Regions from separate parts of the Mus musculus genome. Here region 1 is linked to region 2. A link is a contact called in public Hi-C data. All regions are on one chromosome and are shown on one strand. Each heading gives the region's core, a stretch centred on a gene start, on an enhancer-like site or on the middle of the called end of the contact. The rest is flanking DNA. Distances are from core to core; before and after follow the strand shown.

Region 1 (5,688 bases), core at 3,143-5,642, 180 kb before region 2:
GAATGAGTTTTATTCTCTTATGTATTTATAAAGTATTTCATTTCCTTTGTAACCTACTGGATGCCTGGAGTTCTGCGCTACAGTTTTGGTCTGCTGCTCACCCATTTTCGCCATAGTATCAATAATGCAAATTCATGAATACACATATCACATTGGAGGGGAGAGAAAAAGACGATGTAGGGTTAGATTGTTCTCTAAGCCTACCTTATTTAGGGTTCTGGAATGATTTAGCATCCATTCTAGCCCACTAATCAGAGGTACAAGAAAAGAGAAGGTTTGTGGAAGAAGGAGGCTGTGGACATGTTTAAAAGTAATTCTTTGGGGTGATTCCAATCTTCGTTGTCAGCGTATTGGCAGTCCAGCCCCAAAGTAAACACGAAATATGAATTAGTAGCAGAGGCTAAATCCAGCAAAAGCCTCAAGGCTTTTGGCAAGCCAAATTGGCAGGAGTCCCTGGAAGTGAGGAGAATCAGCCAGAATACTATGAAAACTTGGTTGGCACATTTTTCTCTATGAAGTAAAGATCAGCAAAGACCAGCAAAGCTTTGCACACCTAGTGAAAACCAGCAAAGCATTGCAAGGCATAGCAACGCAAGGGTGTCCTTTCACTGTCTGTGGGATTCTCTTTCCAAACATCACACACCCTCTCAAGTGCCTGTTTCAGCAAAGCCTTCTCTCACAAGACAGCATCCAGAAAACCATCATATGACACAACTGAATTTCCAAAGAAACAAGAAATTTGTACTTCACACCTGTAATTCTACAAGAATTGATAATTGATCTCACCATTGTGTAGAATTTTCCATGTTAGTAGAGAAAAATTTTATACATTGTTATATTTTAATAAATATACTAATATGTGTGTATTGGTTTATTAATTTTATATGTAGCTTCTGTTTTCTTTCCCTTTTATCATCTAAATGCTTTTTGAGATATATATAAAATTCCTTCAGTCAATAATACACTTAAGGTTTTATGCCATTTCCAAGTAGTCTTTTTGTAAACAATCCCAAGGAGTAGTTTTGAAAAACATTTTGAAATATGGCTGTATATCTCTCAAAGTCTAAGGTGGAATTTAAAAAAGTTTAAAGAATTCATGAAAGGTAGTACATTCAAATGAGATTACAAATAAGATTTTCTCTAAGTACACACACACACACACACACACACACACACACACACACACACACACACACTATACCATACCATACCACACCACACCACAGAGACACGTACATATAAACATATATGCAGTTTCTTGAATTCTTTCTTTATTGTTGAGTCATAGAGTCTTAACTAAGACCCTGATTTTGTTGATGTTGATGCATAGCCAAGATTCACATGATTTTCTGAATCATTAACCATCAATTATTAAAAATTGTAAAATTGTGTTCTTGGTACTAAAAGTTGATGTGTCATACTGACACTTATTACTGTAATGAAGGAGAATGTATGAGTCGCAGCTACTTCTCAGAAACTGACTAACTCATGACTTGCTTCTTGTTTTGCCCTTACTGTCAGGACCCTTCCCTTTTTCATCAGCACCTTAGGCTTCTAGAGAGAAGGAAGGAAAAGACAAAGAACTCATGAGTTCACAAATTTGCAGGGTCATCACCTAACAATAACATCTGTAGGGATTTCGGTGGGGATATTCATAAGGGAAGTTGGAGGAAAAGGGGGTGGGGGGAGGCTGTTGCTTAACATCTGCCTGGCCACTAGTGCTGGGTCATGATGGGACCAGCCTTTATTGACAATGTGCTGTCATGGTAACAGCACACTAGGGATCCTGAGGTCCCCAGGGATGGTGTGCACAGCTTGAGCTAGCTTAAGGACACTGGATCATTATTGGTACCATTTCTAGCACTGCTTGCTTATTCTCTTATTACTTCATAGAAATACAAAGTTCTCCGTGCATGATTTTCAGGGTTTGTTTCCCAAGCTATCCTGCAAACCTAGATTAGAGCCCACTTCTAATTAAAACGAAGTACGCTGTTTTTCACAGCAGAATTGAATCTTACCACTTTGAGGATTTATCCTACAGAATTTTTGCTATCCCCAAATTCCAATTCACCATAGAAGAAGTTCTATAAAGTGGCTTTTGAAGACCTTTTTAGTGGGATCACAAGACGAGCAGATGCTTCCATGGCTCTCTTAAGACTGTCATGTGTGTGGACTGATGCATGTTTGTAGCTTATCACCTCAAATAAACCCTAGCTTGCTGAATGAACAAAGCAAGGAAAGGAGAGACCAGAACAGGATGATCAGTCAGGAATCCCTGCCTTTTCCAGTCTACTAGCTTCTCTTATATATGGATCCTCTCTCTGCTTCAGATGGAGTGAACGTGTTTCCATAAATTTCAAATTCCCATTTTATTGAATTCAGCCTACTATGTGCTAAAGTGCTTAGAAACATTAAATGCACTCTAACCATGTATGTACACACAGATGTCAAATCATCCTTTTTTAATGAGCTATTGTGCTTCCTTTATAGACAAGGTCAAGAAGAAGGTGCTCATGATAGTGGGGAAATGAGTAACTGAGACTTAGAATTTGAACTATCCTTAACACTTTGACTGAATGGTGTTGGACTTTGGTGTTACCTGTATTTTGTTGTGTTGTGGGCTCCCTGTGAGTAGACACATGCTGCATCTCACCAGAAAGTTTTGTAACACAACAGTAATGTCGTAGTCAGTCTCTCTAGTTTTTAAGACCTTCATATCTGTTTTTTCCTCACGCACTTCAAGTAAACAAGCGAACACGAGGTATTAGAGGTTCAAACCGTTCATAAGTTAAAGAGTCGTGATGTAAAATAAAAGATGTAATAAAAGAAAATGACTTTCTTGTGTTTCTGCTAGAAACTTTGATATATGCTCCTATTCCTGAAAAAAAAAAAACTTCATGCCACCAATTTTCAATTACATTTATAAATTCTAATATCAGTGCATAGTCATATATGTAACTATGTATTAGAATATGGGGGCCTAGATGTCCTGCAATGTGCTTTTTTCTCAAGGTGGAAAACCAGGAAAGCAGCAACCAGTCTGAGGCAAAAACATGAGAGCCAACAAACCAATGGTGTAGGTTCTGGAGTCTGAGACCAGAGAGCCTTACTTTGTGATGGTGCAGAGCCAGAGAAGATGAATGCTTCAGATGAAGGAGAGAGAGAGACAGAGACAGAGACAGAGACAGAGAGACAGAGAGAGACAGAGACAGAGAGAGACAGAGAGAGACAGAGACAGAGAGACAGAGACAGAGAGATAGAGAGATACAGGGAGCCCTGCCTTCTTTTATATTCCTTATTATTTGAAGCTATGTCAGAACTAGATGGTGACCAGACAAATGGGCAACAGCAATTTTTCTTTCTTTAATTACTAATTCAAATGCTGATATATTCCACAAATACCTTCATAGAGAAACTAAGGAATGACAGTTTATTTGCTGAGCACCATTTAGTATAATCAGATTGACAGGAATATTACCCATATGTTAATAGTCACACTCTCTCCCTCTCCATGTTCTAAGTGGCCATTTGAAACCACCAGTCTGCTCTCCATTTCTACGCCATGTCACTGCATGTCACTGCCATGTCACTGCACACAATTTTAGGAGGAACCATGCTTTTGGGGACTGCATTGTTCACCGCCATCTCTGGAATGTATGCTTGCTCTTGAGTTAGTAGCACTATCAGGGGAAGGATGTGATCTTGTTGGAGAAGGTGTGTCACTAGGGTTGAGCTTTGATGTTTCAAATCCCAAGACAGGCCCTATCTGTCTGTTTGTCTGTCCGTCTGTCTGCCTTTTTCTCCCTTCCTGCTCCTTGTGCATGGGATATAAACCCTCAGCTGCTGCTCCAGGCCATGCCTGCCTCTTTGTCTGATACCATGCTCCCCACCATAGGCTTTACTAACCTCTAGAATTATGATCCACTACATCAAATGCTTTCTAAATCATGGCATTTCTTCACAGTAATAAAAAAGTAACTAAGACACTTGGGAACTCATTAGTGAGCAGCTCCTTGGTTTGGTGCGTTCCTAGAACACGTATACCCTCCAGTCTCTCTTCTCTACAGCTCCAAATCCTCTCATCACCTGTATATGATTCCTATCCAATTATACTTAATGTAAGGATTAGGATAATTGCATCTTCTTTCCATTGTCCTATTCATTGAAATGTCTTGACACATTTTAAAATGTACTATTAAACAAATAAAGCATTAATATATTTTGACTCTTTGTTCTATGAAAACTTTTTCCAAACTTGTATTTAAATGAAGTTTTGCTGGGATAGTTGTTTCCTATTGAAGAAAATTATTTCACAATCAATAATACAAGTTCCGTAAGTTCAAGCTTTGTGGATTTATTTACCAGCAAGATTTCTTCCACACACTGAACATGAAGAATGCACTTCATCATGTGAACTACTAATGACTTCCTCTTTGGGATGACAACCCTCTCTAATCAGCTGGAAGATGTCCAACTAAAACTAGCTTACTAAAATATACATACTTCAAACTTTCATGCCTCTGCATTAATTTTAAAATTACACTTAAAGTTAAATATATATTTGTTATATATGCATATTAATGAAAATACCCAGTTTTGTTGAGCATAGTGGCACATGTCTTTAATCCTAGAACTTGGGAGGCTGAGGCAGAGGCAGAGGCAGAGGTGACAGAGGAGGCAGAGGCAGAGGTGGCAGAGGCAGAGGTGGCAGAGGAGACAGAGGAGGCAGAGGAGGCAGAGGAGACAGAGGAAGCAGAGGAGGCAGAGGAGGCAGAGGAGGCAGAGGAGGCAGAGGAGGCAGAGGAGGCAGAGGAGGCAGAGGAGGCAGAGGAGGCAGAGGCAGAGGCAGAGGCAGAGGCAGAGGCAGAGGCAGAGGCAGGCTGACAAATAGATCATTGTGTTAGAGACTAGCCTTATCTACATAGTGAGACCCTGGGTTTTTTGTTTGTTTGTTTGTTTGCTTGCTTGCTTGCTTGCTTGTTTTGTTTTGTTTTGTTTGTTGTATTCTATGCATTCCAGAATTGAAAACCTAAAACTATTTTGAACAGAGTTATATAATCTTTTGCTTTTTTATTATTTGAACATTTTATACATGCATTTTGATCAAATCTAGCTCCATTCCTCAGTCTCTAATCCCTCCCTTATTTTTCCAGCATTATTTCCTCCAAACTCCATGGATTTTTTTTTTTTTTTATCCCATGGAATCCATTTAGTTCTGCCTGTATATGAGTGGACATAGGGTGATGCACTAGAGGCAGTGTAGCCTCTCAGAAGTTGTATTCCCTAAGGAAAACTGACTCTTCAAGCAGTCATCAATGGCTTCACAGCGTAGAAAAGGGCTTCATGAAGCTTTCTATGATCTATGCTAGGATTTTGCTCACCTGATCTTATAACATATTTTGTGCATGCAGTCACAGCAGGTATGAGTTGATATGTTCACAAAAGTATAGTACAGCTAATACAGAAATTAGTGTGGAGGTTTCTTGAGAAACTAAATTTAGTAATTTTAGTAACTATTAGGATTTTAGTAAAGACCAAGCTATACCTAAGCTATATGAAAAGGTATTCAAGTTCTGCTATAGAGATAGTTGTGCATCCATATTTGTTTCTCATCCTTTTCCATTGCAAAGAAATGGAATCCATCTGGATATCCATGAGCAGATGAATGGGTCATGAAGACATAGTCCA
Region 2 (6,217 bases), core at 3,160-5,659:
GGCATGTATCATAAACCATCTTGCAGGTAACATGTAAATTAATTTTGTTTCATTTTCTTGATTTGTCTTTGACCAATGAGAATGATTAGATAGAACACTGTCTGAATTATTTAATAGGAGATGGGATATACCAGAGTTCTCCTGGCCATCTGAGACCTTTTCCTTCAAGACCAAGTAGCAGTTCTCTTAGAACTAATTGAGTTCATAGCTGGGTCAGAAGTGAGGTGGCCTGAGTTTCCCAGCTACATGGCTTCACTATTCTCAAGAAAGTTCCATGAATAACCAAACTCTTCACATCTTATCACAGAAACACATCAGCAAGTCCTGCTACCTGGCTTTACTGTGTGTGTGTGTGTGTGTGTGTGTGTGTGTGTGTGTGTGTGTGTGCATCTATGTGTCTGTGTCTGTGTGTGTCTGTGTCTGTGTGTGTCTGTGTCTGTGTGTGTCTGTGTGTGTGTCTGTGTCTGTGTGTGTGTGTATGTAGTACATACACAAATTCATATGTGTATCAGATCATGAGAACATTTGAACAATTTTAGAGAGAGAACACAGTCTCCTTAGTTTACTGAAACTAGTAAATGGAAAGAGGCCTGATATCCCAGTAAACGAGTTCTCTCTATTCCCTAGGCATGTCCTCGGCCGTAGAGTTCCATCAAAGCTTCTATAAACAAGTATCCAGCTGGAATGCACAGAATGTCCCCATAGGTTATATTAACTGAGCTCTGGGCTATAGGTTTTATATTTATTTAGGATTTACAGATTAGATCAAATCAGGGAATCTATAACAACTGTATTTTGAACATTTGATTGATGTTTTATTTGTTGGATTTGCTAATAACCAAGGTTAGCATCTAGAGTTGCTGACCTACACTTATTTTTTTAAAAAATATACTAATTAAATCTGTTCTTTGGCTGTTTCATACATGTCTCAAGGTATAAACATGCATACTTAAAGGCAGTTTGGTGTTTTGTCTATTTAGTTAAACATCATGTCATAGGACTTTGTCTAGGCTTATAGCACTAGACATGGGACCCCTTCTGTTGAGTGGACTTCAAATCCAATCAGAGAATGGTTGGTTACCACCCTAACAATCATGCACATTACACATCTTGCCTAGCAATTTGGTGTTGTAGTTCATAGCGTTCACAGTTAGACAAGACTAGTGCTGTGATTTCTCCCCCAGTAGCTTGAATAACATCTTCTTGCACTTGAAAGCTATTCTGCAGGGAGGTTGGTTCCAGCTCAGTTCCTCTATATATTGCAACCATGGTGATGTGTGTCTTCAGATGAACTGACGTTTAAACATTTAAAATAAAGGGGACTGCTGCCAACCCTGAATATATCAAATACTGAGTCCTCTATAGATCAAACCAAAGGAAGGGAGCAGTTACTCTTCTTACCAATGTAATCTTGGAAGACAGGACCATGCAATATTGGTTTGCTTTATATAAAATTTAGCCAGAAGCCAGGCGTGGTGGCTCATGCCTTTAACCCCAGCACTCTGGAGGCAGAGGCAGGCGGATTTCTGAGATCGAGGCCAGCCTGGTCTACAAAGTGAGTTCCAGGACAGCCAAGGCTATCCAGAGAAACCCTGTCTCGAAAAACAAACAAACAAACAAACAAACAAACAAACAAAAACCCAAAAAGCAAAAACCAAAAATTTAGCCAGACTCTTATTGAGCAAAGGAAATCTAGAAACCTTTTGATTATAGAGCAGGGTCAGGGTGTGTCTCCTCAAGGTCAGGCAGAACTAAAGCTTCTTCATGGAGGAGTTTTAAAAAAAGAAAAAGAAAAGATATCCCAAGGGCTAAAACTAGAGAGTTGGGTCAGCAGTTCAGAGTACACACTGCTCTTCTGGAGGGAGGACTGGCCTTCTATTTCACTCGCCCATCAATCAGCTCACAATCACTTACAACTCCATTGTGAAAGTTTCTAATGCCTTCGTCTGACCTCCACAGGCACATAATGTACATACCAGGCACACATGAGCATACACATTAAGTGAATAACTAAAACTTTTAAAAGTGTGGGCTGGTCATGCATGGCCTCTTGGGCAGATATCTTTATTTGATATGCTACTTTGGACAGCCCTTCTATTCTCTTATATCCTCCAGAAAAGTTGGGTCCATGAAAAATTAGTTACAGGTAAAATCAAGAAGGTAGTATAGCCAGGAGCCAAGGGGGATTCTGGGCGACATATACAACAATGAGTAAAATTATCTTGCTTAGGCCAGGGTTGGGGAGACCCTGATCAGAGGGTTGTTGCCAATGCAATTGAGTTCAGGGGTGGGGAAGAAATAATGTAAACAGAAACCATACTGATTAGTTCTGAGGATAGAAAGCAAACAAACAAACAAAAAGGGATATAGCTGGGGACCAACATCTGTGTTAGTAATGAAGTATGTGAAATCATACATAGTTTTAGCTCATCGTCTACTGAAGAAGTGCTTTTGAAGAGAAGTTGTAAGTGTCTGTAATCACATGGCTTGTCCACTTGTCTTAGTTTGCTCAGTCAGCCTGTGATGGGGTGAACCTGGCTCGGGTGTGATACGGTCACAGTCAGTGTTTAATCACTACATATTTAAAATCCAGGTGAGCAGTGAGCAGAACACCCAAGCTTCTACCCTGTTTCAAGGTCCCAAGGCCATTGTTCCTTTTAGCCACTGAGGGCTTAGTCTCAAACCTTAAACTAATAAGGAGACTTCTGTGGGGACACTGGTTGGAAGCAAACTCATGAATAAAATTAAGGACCTCATTTAACAGTTTCTTTTCCCATTTAAAAATTTTATTTTTATTTATTCGCTTTACATCCCGCTCACTGCCCCACTCATTTAGGACTTTTCAACAGGGCCGAATGTGGTTAAAAACAGTGGTTAAAAACACTCACTGTTCTTAACAGAAGCTGTGAGTTCAGTTCTCAATACCTGCAATAGCTCATAGCTACCCTTATCTCCACCCAGTTCAAAGAAATCTGTGCCCTCCAATATGACAAACACACACATACATATACACACCTAAACACATGTACACACATACACACACATATATACATTAACAATATAATAATAATAACAATAATAATAATAATAATTTAAACAGACAATGACTGAGCTTTCCCTTCTTAGAGTCAGGTCTCTGTGTGGCTGGAATAATCTCTCATCATTCATTAATACAGTTGGAACTTGACCATGGTCTTGTTCCTGATGCTACTCTTACCTGAAGCAAAGTAGTATAGAACATCTTATTCCACAGTGACTGCTTTTCAAAGATTCTTGACATAGTTCTTTCCAAAGTATGGTCTACCTCACTGTCTTTCTGGTCGACTGTGTTCTCCTTGAAGTGTGTCACTCTGAAGTCTGTCTTTAAAGTAAATACTTGCTGTGTCATTTAATCACGACACAGTGTCACTCATACAGAAACTGCTAAGGAAACCTCGTTGAATGACAGGATTGTAGAGTGGAATTGTTCCTGGAAGGCTCAATACTAACCCAAAGGGAGTGAGAGTTAGGGCAGAGCAATTGCCACAACTGTTTGAGAAACCTGTGGTGGCAGAACCATTGGTAAATTTAGAACATAAGCTGTTTCTCCATCTTGGAACCAACACTGTGCACTTGCACTGAGCAGGTTCATCCTGATAAAGTAGCACGGAGCCATCTACGTGATCTGCTCCTTTCCATTTGCCTTCTATCTCGCAATCCAATTCCAATTCTGATGGCATGGTGATAACCGAAAGTCCTGCTTCTGAGCCATTTCCCCCAGAACCTGAAGTACACTGAGAACAGTGTTGCTAAGGAACACTGTTCTTCCTTTTCGTAGGCTCCTAAATGAAACCAGTCCGTCAAACCCGTACCGGAGAGCTGCAACCCAGGACTAAACTGGAGTTGACTGAGACCTAGGGATAGACAAAACACGCCGCACAAAACAACTGATTTGATCCCTGCAGAGGAGGAACACAAAGAGTAAACCCAGTAGTTCCTCATAGTTCCTCAAAGCAAGAGTCCCTCTGCCAAATTGACGTGAAGGTTCCTGTGTATGAAACCCAAGAAACCAAATACAAATAGGAAGAAAGAATTCCGTAGCCCTAAGTGCTGAGGTAGCTCACACAACTGGCTCAGACTGAAAGCACACTGAAGCTCAGAAGTTTCACTGCTCAAAACGGTTTTGTGCCAATTTTCCCCCAGAAAAGAAAATCTTGAGAAATCTCCAAGACAAACAGCACCCCTGAAGCTTCAGGTAGCCCTCTGGTGTCTGACTTGGTGTGAATGTTCCAACCATCCCACCTTGGGTCACAGAAGTCCTGGCTGGCTCACCGTATTTTTATGCAAAACCCGAATAATAGTCAGGTTCCTAATATGCAGTACACGCTGAAAACATAAAGAAGTAGAAGCTCAGAGAAAGTTCATAGGGGAAGTAACAGCTAGGAAGGGTAACTATAGGACCTCAAAGGCTGCTCCAGCCATGGTTGTAGACGCGCTAAGAGCAGATCACAGGCATAAAACTTGGTAGCCTCACACATTTTTAGAGTCAAGATTTCTGGAATTCTTGTCACCAGTGAATATCTGGTAACCCATAGTGATGTACAGTTCTGAAAACCAAACTTGTAAATTTCCAATTACCTATAACATGCTTAGTTTATTTTTTCCCAAAAATAAATTTAAAAAAATCATTAATTTCACCACGAGGGCTTGGTTATCATGGCCGCACGTGGTCCAGCCCATACCACTTCGTACAGACGTACAGTCTTTTTATTTCCCTTGACCACATTCTGAGCAACAAGTTACATTTTAAAAATCACATTACACCATTTTCCTGTTCTTTTCCTAGCATACTCTATGGCTGGTATGCTCATTGCTTTATCCAACTACAGACTTGGGTTGTGTCCTCAGAGACATCTTACTGGGAAGCTTATGGAGAAAACACATCCCACCAACACTCTCCTAATATGGCTACTTCTGTTTGGACATCATCTCAAGTACTGATGCGTTTGTGTCTTCCTTGTTATATGTAAGCTCTACAGAAACCAGTAGTGCGCCTTGTACTCAGAATATTCTTTATGGTGAATATTCAATGCCCGTTGGTTGAATGAACTAATGACTAGTTAATTTACTAATCCAGAAGCTCTCATACACATTATAGAATCTACCTAGTCAATACAACATAATATAATAATGTCTTTTAAAACATGGATCAACTGGTACCTTTTGTACATTGTATGATTTCATATAAAGATCCAATTTCTTACTTCTCTATAAAAATTAGGGAATTTTCATGTTTGGGGTTCCTTGACAAATAGCATCTGATGCTTATTAGATAAAGATTATCCCAAACCTTGCTGCCTACCCCTCATTACCTTCCTGATACCAGTGACTGGCTTACACTGGCTTCCCCTTTACTGCTTGTCAATGTGCTCAGCCCTGTAAATTTCCAAGCCCCGGTATTAAATACGCATGTGGAAAGTCTCCCAACCTTTGTTGCATGTATCTGTGTAATTTTTTCATGTCTAATTTAGAAATTAAATCGGTCTCATGTTCATTCTTCCAATCTCAGTTGTAATGAGACACAGACTGTTGTCTGTGCCACCATGCCGGCCACAGAACAATCCACGGAGCTTGACACACTCACTGGAGTCTCCGTTGCCAGTACAAGGGCAGAAATTTCCAATTGTGTTTCAGAGTAGCTCTCATTTTTGTAAAGTTATTTCTAAAGGAGTTTTTCAAACCGCATAGATTATAAATATTTCTCTTTATTTTCAAAATCTCATGAATATTAGATCCAGATGTCTACCTTACATGATTCATTTACCAGCGTGGCACACCCAGTGTCTAAGAAGGAAACCAGCTCCATTTAATAGCAGTCATTGAAGCCAGATAAAGAGAAATATGTGTATAAATATGGAAAGAGAATGCACTATGTCCTTTTGCTCGGTACCTATTTGTTTCAGCCATATGAACACTCGCCAAGCATCTGCTGTGTTTCAGGCACCATTGGAAGCAACTGGGGAACTCATATGCATCTTACACTTCAGAGAGTCAGACAGCAAAAACCAAACAAGCCATAAAGTCACTTTTATATGCAGTAAGATTAGTAAGAACTATAATAAAAAGGAAGAGGGGAGGGAGTGAAGGAGATAGAGAGGCCTCGTCAGGGGCGGGAGAAGCAATGTGATCTAGGTAGGTGCTGTGGAGCGAGGAGATCTGAGCAAGTCCTGAGGGAAGT

What was found. Hi-C and Micro-C count contacts between places; a contact is called where the count stands out from the background.
Region 1: a contact with region 2 is called in a Hi-C map of bone marrow-derived macrophages, with 23 read pairs. The contact joins two enhancer-like sites. A contact is called at or near these places in 3 of 484 Hi-C or Micro-C datasets (bone marrow-derived macrophages, nephron progenitors and peritoneal macrophages), 2 of 115 datasets of contacts at active chromatin or transcription factors (acute myeloid leukemia and bone marrow-derived macrophages) and 1 of 9 other capture datasets (bone marrow-derived macrophages).

The regions. Positions count from the first base shown.
Region 1 is chr14:104,001,370-104,007,057 of GRCm38.p6, reverse strand. All of the region lies in intron 1 of 4930432J09Rik (RIKEN cDNA 4930432J09 gene), which reads left to right. Among named protein-coding and RNA genes, the nearest start is that of Gm41238, 3.0 kb to the left of the region's middle. Within about 2 kb of position 4,392, at least 1 of the 459 cell types and tissues checked has an H3K27ac peak or open chromatin away from gene starts, as enhancers often do. A contact at or near this core is called in bone marrow-derived macrophages, where this site is marked.
Region 2 is chr14:103,824,328-103,830,544 of GRCm38.p6, reverse strand. All of the region lies in intron 2 of Ednrb (endothelin receptor type B), which reads left to right. The region is part of intron 1 of Gm35197 (a long non-coding RNA gene); the gene reads right to left. Among named protein-coding and RNA genes, the nearest start is that of Ednrb, 17 kb to the left of the region's middle. Within about 2 kb of position 4,409, at least 11 of the 459 cell types and tissues checked have an H3K27ac peak or open chromatin away from gene starts, as enhancers often do. A contact at or near this core is called in bone marrow-derived macrophages, where this site is marked.